2 separate regions of the Rattus norvegicus genome follow, and region 2 is linked to region 1. The links are chromatin contacts, called in public Hi-C maps. All regions are on one chromosome and are shown on one strand. The core of a region is the stretch at or near the end of the contact, and the rest is flanking DNA. Distances in the headings are between cores, read along the strand shown.

Region 1 (2,793 bases), core at 187-2,686:
AGTCACCCCCGACTGAACCCCTACAGTCTAAGAGGTGGAGGTGGCCAACAACAAAGCTCACACCACAGCAACTGAGATAATAAAGTCTGAGGGAGACGTCCACATCTGCATGGGCAAAGTCTGAGGGAGACGTCCACATCTGCACGGGCGAAGTGGAGAGGGAAAGACAGCAGAGGGCCATGTCCCTCCACCGTAGGCACGGGCATGACATCACAGGACCAAGTCCATCCACCCTAGGCACAGGCATAACACCTACCCACCAGGAAGTCACTTGTGATAAGCACAAAGCTGAACTCATTCCCACTTCTGCCTCTACCTTCCTGAGTTCTATTCCTATCAGAGTAAACCAGAAGCCTGCAGGCACTAAGCTGGATCCTGAATGACTCCTTTCATTGCTATAGAGGCAGTGCACAGTGGGAGGATGGCTCTGGGTGCAGGGAAAGACAGGAGTTGTCTGTAGAGAATCAAAAGGTGGTAGTGAAGCTGGCTAAAGCTGTTCTACATCTACTGTTCTTGGCTTTCTTGTCATTACCACGTGTTGGGGACCCTAAACAATTCCAGTTTCCTCCAGTTCCACCCTTGCTACAGCCTACTTTTTTCTTCCCATGGGTATATTAAGTTAAATACAAGGAGATGGCCCGCTGGAATATCAATGCCCTGGTTTAGGCCTCCACTGCCTGCCCTCATTTTGCCTCTGGATTTTCCTTGTTCCAATTCCCCTCCTACTCAAGGCACCACGTGAAACACAGTAACACAGTAACAAATTCGCTAGGAACACTTCATTCTTCCTCATGAGCCTTTAACAGCTTTGTTTTGCCAAGAGAATAGAGATGAAGACACTGAGCTTAGGGCCTAGACCTTCTGGTCCAAGGAGTCCTGGCCACAGTCTTTTCCCTCCTGGCTTTGGTACGGTGGACACACCCACATGGGCCACTCATGCCTAAAGTCCATGCTTTGGCTTTTCTTCTTTTCCTCCTCTATCTAGGCTGCTGTCTACATTCTGTTTATAAACTCCTGCTTATAGAAAGACTCAGTGATGCCTCCTGTCTACACTTAGGCTGTCTTATTGTCAGCCCATGTCACCTGGCACCTTACTCAGGGTTTCTCTACGCAACAGGCATACTGTACTTTGTGAGCAACCCGTAATTTCCCCATAATTCTTCTGGTAGACTGTGAGTCTCAGCTAGGCACACACTTGACATCCAATACAGAGATTGTGATCAAAGCCTTCTGAAGTTGGAGCTGGTCACATTCAGCACACTTCCTAGTGTCTCTAAGGAATGAGACCCTGAGTGATACTTGGAAATGAGAACGGTTATAGCACCCAGCTATAATTCTTAGCTCATTACTGCTAAATATCTTTCTCAATCTCTGTTTGTGATCATGATTCACAGAGAAGACACTGTCCCAACCAGCTCTCTTTGTGTTCTGCCTTCCCTCCACATCACATGTTCTTAGTAACTTTTGTTCATGTTCTGAAGACCCTAAAGGTCACGGAATCCCACAAAGCATTCCAAAAACATGAGTTTACCATTTCTGAACTTTTGGTTCCCATTATCTGCATTATTCTTTTGATTCTTAATCATTTCTTCTTTGTTGCATGTTTTATTTTTTTTTTAAAAAAACCATTCATTGTTCTTTTTCCCCCAAGAGCTGGAAATTTCTTTCTAACCACACTATAAACCTTTTGTGGGTGAGAGAGCCATGTGACTCCATTTTCTTTCCCGCAGCATCTAGCAAAGGGCTATTTTCGTTGAATGAACCATTCTGTTGAAAACGGCGTGTTCAGCAGGATTTTTATGCTGAATATTTCCTTTCTTGCAGTGGACTAGAGTTAAGATTTAAATTTGTTAGAGATACTCCTGTGATGTATCAAATATCATGGGGTTTATGGCAATTGGTGGCACAGTTGTTGAATTTGAAGATAAACCACACGAAATGGCTCTATCACTTGACAAAAACTTTTCATTTCTTGCTAAGACAATTACATTTTTATAATTTCTGAAACTAAAATTAATAGTTTTAATTTGGAAGAATTTTAAATGAAATTTTTATTTCATTTGGTTGCTGTTATTGACTTTAACTTAAAAAAGATGACTTGTACATCTGTTTACTAGCTGCCAGACACCTCACACATGTCATTTAATTTTTACATCTATACTACTTAATTCTTTTTTAAAAATTACTTTGTTATTTTATTTTGCGATGATGTGTGTGGACATGAATGTATGTGTGTGCACCACATGCATGTGGGTGACTCCGAGGCCAGAAGAGGGTGTCAGATTCCCTGGAACTGGAATCACAGGTACTTGTGATCCTCCTGACGTCAGAGGTAGGAATGGACACAGGGTCCTCCGCAAGGGCTGCACGTGTCCTCAACTTCTGAGCCACCTCTCCAGCCTTGATACTAGCTAATTCTTAGATCGGCACAACATGGTGTTGTTATAGTCCTTTTGTGGACGCCAACATTGGTGGGTTTAGTAATTTAAATGAAATTGGCCACGGTGACACAGAGAGTGTGTGCACAAGAACTTCAGATGCTGTTAGAGAGTAAATAACATGAGTGTCCTGAGGAAGACTGTCTTTCTAACCAGAAAAAGGTTTAGTCCATTCTTCTACTAATATTTTTTCTAACATTTCATTATGAAAATTTCAAAGGTGCAGTAAAGTTAAAATTGGGTTCATCCACTACCTGCCTGTCGTCACAGGCCGCCTTTTATTTCTTGGTATGTTTGCTTTATCACAACGTTGTCAAAGACCAAATCCACTCATTCATCCGTTTATGAACCCATG
Region 2 (2,700 bases), core at 92-2,591, 490 kb before region 1:
CAGCCTCGGCGACTGCGGTGGCGTAGCGCTGCGGGTCCTGAGCCTGCGTGCGGGTTGGCCTTGGGTCCTGAGCCTGCGTGCGGGTTGGCCTTGGGTCCCACCGCCAGTCAGCCTGTAAGTCTGCTGTGGTGGACAGTAGAACTGGGCTTCACAGAGGAGCCGGCCCTGCGCCTCCGGGCGGCCGGAGCAGAAGCATCCTGAGGGGCCTTTAGCCAAAACCAATCTGGGCACGCTACCCTCCCACCGCTTCCAATAACCGCTGACATCCCTACCGGGCATCGAGCCGGGGCGGGGAGGTCTGCTCAGAAATCGTCCTGGCCAACTCTATTCTCCGAGCTGTAGCAGATTATGGCATTTTTTTTTTTTTTTTACCTAGCACAGAGAAAGTGAGGCCGGAAAGAGAAAGAGGAGGCGGGGACACCCCCAAAGAATAAATAAATAAACAATCACTGGCTACTCGCTGCGGCTGGACACGGGTCAACTGGGTCCAGGTTGGTGGCATTTAGAGTTTTCTCATTCCACTTGAGAACCCATCGCCACCTCCCCTCCAGCCATCCCTTTCCATTTTGCCGGCGTCCTCCAACTTTGGGGCTAGGGGGGCGCTAGTGGTGCGGGGCTGCACCTGCTGGGGCGTGCAGATGCTGTGGGCTAGCTCGCTCTCCCGGGGCAGTGGTGTGGATGCACCGGAGTTCGGGCGCTGGGCAAGTGCGTGTGAAGCACGGAAAAGGAGCCCAGGATGAGCGGCGGGTAGGAATAGGGGCGCAGAAGCCAGGTTTCAGTTCCAAGCGGGAGGTCAGTTTCCTCTAGCAGGACTGCCTGGGAAAAGAGGCTAGTCCGGGGGAGGGGATATCGGTAACTAGGGTGGCGATCGGCGGCCGGGGGCAGATGAGCTAGAACGGTAGTGATCGAGCCAGCAAGTGAGTGGTCGGGCGGGAGCCAGGAAGGGCGGCCAACTTCCCGGAGCCGGAGCAGGGTCTTGGTCCAGCGGGGTTGGCTAAGGAGCCTTCGCCGCCAAGGCTCCGACTCCGGGCAGCGCCAGCTAGCTTCCGGCGCTTGCTCGGAAAGTAATGGTTATTTATTTGCTAGCGTTCAGATTCTTGGGCTGTGCGCGATAGCCTCCAGCTTTGAACGTTGGGAGCCCTAGCGAACCTCTCCAGCTCCAGACCCCGGGTTCCTGAGCTTCCTCATGCTCGTAATAGATGAACTTGCACCTCCCTCTCTCGGACCCGAGTGGGGGTAGCGTTGAGAAGTCCCCCAAGGCGGGAGCGGGGGAGGGGAGAGGGGCGGGAGCGGGAGGCTTCAGCACTCTGGGCTCTCATTTCAAAGCGCGCTCTCCCTTCCAGGTTGGGTCGGAACTGAACCCCTGAAAGCGGGTCCGCCTCCCGCCCTCGCGCCCGCCCGGATCTGAGTCGCTGGCGGCGGTGGGCGGCAGAGCGACGGGGAGTCTGCTCTCACCCTGGATGGAGCTGAACTTTGAGTGGCCAGAGGAGCGCAGTCGCCCGGGGATCGCTGCACGCTGAGCTCTCTCCCCGAGACCGGGCGGCGGCTTTGGATTTTGGGGGGGCGGGGACCAGCTGCGCGGCGGCACCATGTTCCTAGCCACTCTGTACTTCGCGCTGCCACTCCTGGGTAAGTCGAGGCCGCAGTTGGCTTTCTCACCCAGAGTCTTTCAAAGGGGGTTCCTTGCAGCGGCCACTCCAGAATTGCGGGTGGATGCCGAGAGTGTGGGTGGAAGAAGTTTCGCTAGGGGGTGAAGAGGTTCAAGAATCCCTGGGATTTGGAAGCGGTGATGGCGCATCTTTGCGCGGTTGATTTTATTTTACCGTGTTTAAAGGGGGGAGACCCCAAAACAAAAGCTAATAACCCAGTCTGCTGGGGAATTGAGGGGTCCTAGGCTTCCATCCCGGGGGCGTTGGTCTTCTTTGGAAGTGGCAAGGATCTCACTGAGACGCTCCGGCAGGTGGAGTGTGGTCGAATACCGCCGGGGTCGGAAGAGAGCAAACTTGGAATGGAAAAAACTTTTCTGGGAATAAGGTCTCTGCGCACCCGCCGGGCAGACTGTGGAACTCATTCGTCGTTCGCCCAGCGCGCTACGGGTGCCAAGCGCCCAGCCGCGCTGTTTAGCTGAGTGCCCTTGTGCCCGCTGCTGGCCAGGAGACACTGCAGCCTCGGGTGCCTGGGGAGGCGGGGCAGTCCGCGGTTCAGAACTGCTTCTGTTTTGGGGCGCTGGGGCTGCGCGGGATCCCTAGAAAATCCGGCTAAGGCAGCCAGTGGAAGCTGTTACTACCTTCCTTTTGAGCCAGGGAGGGGCATGATGGCAGGGGATCCAGTGGTGAGAAAATGGTCACCCCGAAGAGGGGTGAACCAGCTTCCTACCTAATCCGCCCCTCAGAATGACGGTGGCTCTATCATGCCCTAGGCGCCAGCCCTGCCCTTCCTGGACCTGAAATCAGGGTACCCATTTGTCTGCTGGACTCAAGCGTTCTTCTGTTAACACTGTAGATTTGCTGATGTCCGCCGAGGTGAGTGGTGGAGACCGTCTGGACTGTGTGAAAGCCAGCGATCAGTGCCTGAAGGAACAGAGCTGCAGCACCAAGTACCGCACACTAAGGCAGTGCGTGGCGGGCAAGGAAACCAACTTCAGCCTGACATCCGGCCTTGAGGCCAAGGATGAGTGCCGTAGCGCCATGGAGGCCTTGA

The links. Hi-C and Micro-C count contacts between places; a contact is called where the count stands out from the background.
Region 2: a contact with region 1 is called in a Hi-C map of Schwann cells, with 2.5 times the contacts expected there. The contact joins the promoter of Gfra1 here to the enhancer-like site in region 1. A contact is called at or near these places in 2 of 12 Hi-C or Micro-C datasets (Schwann cells and hepatocytes).

The regions. Positions count from the first base shown.
Region 1 is chr1:267,064,749-267,067,541 of GRCr8, reverse strand. All of the region lies in intron 26 of Atrnl1 (attractin like 1), which reads right to left. Among named protein-coding and RNA genes, the nearest start is that of Atrnl1, 390 kb to the right of the region's middle. Within about 2 kb of position 1,436, at least 2 of the 93 cell types and tissues checked have an H3K27ac peak or open chromatin away from gene starts, as enhancers often do. A contact at or near this core is called in Schwann cells, where this site is marked.
Region 2 is chr1:267,554,452-267,557,151 of GRCr8, reverse strand. It overlaps Gfra1 (GDNF family receptor alpha 1), which reads left to right and starts at 1,341. Exons shown (of 10, transcript NM_012959.2): 1 at 1,341-1,629; 2 at 2,503-2,700. The coding sequence starts at 1,590.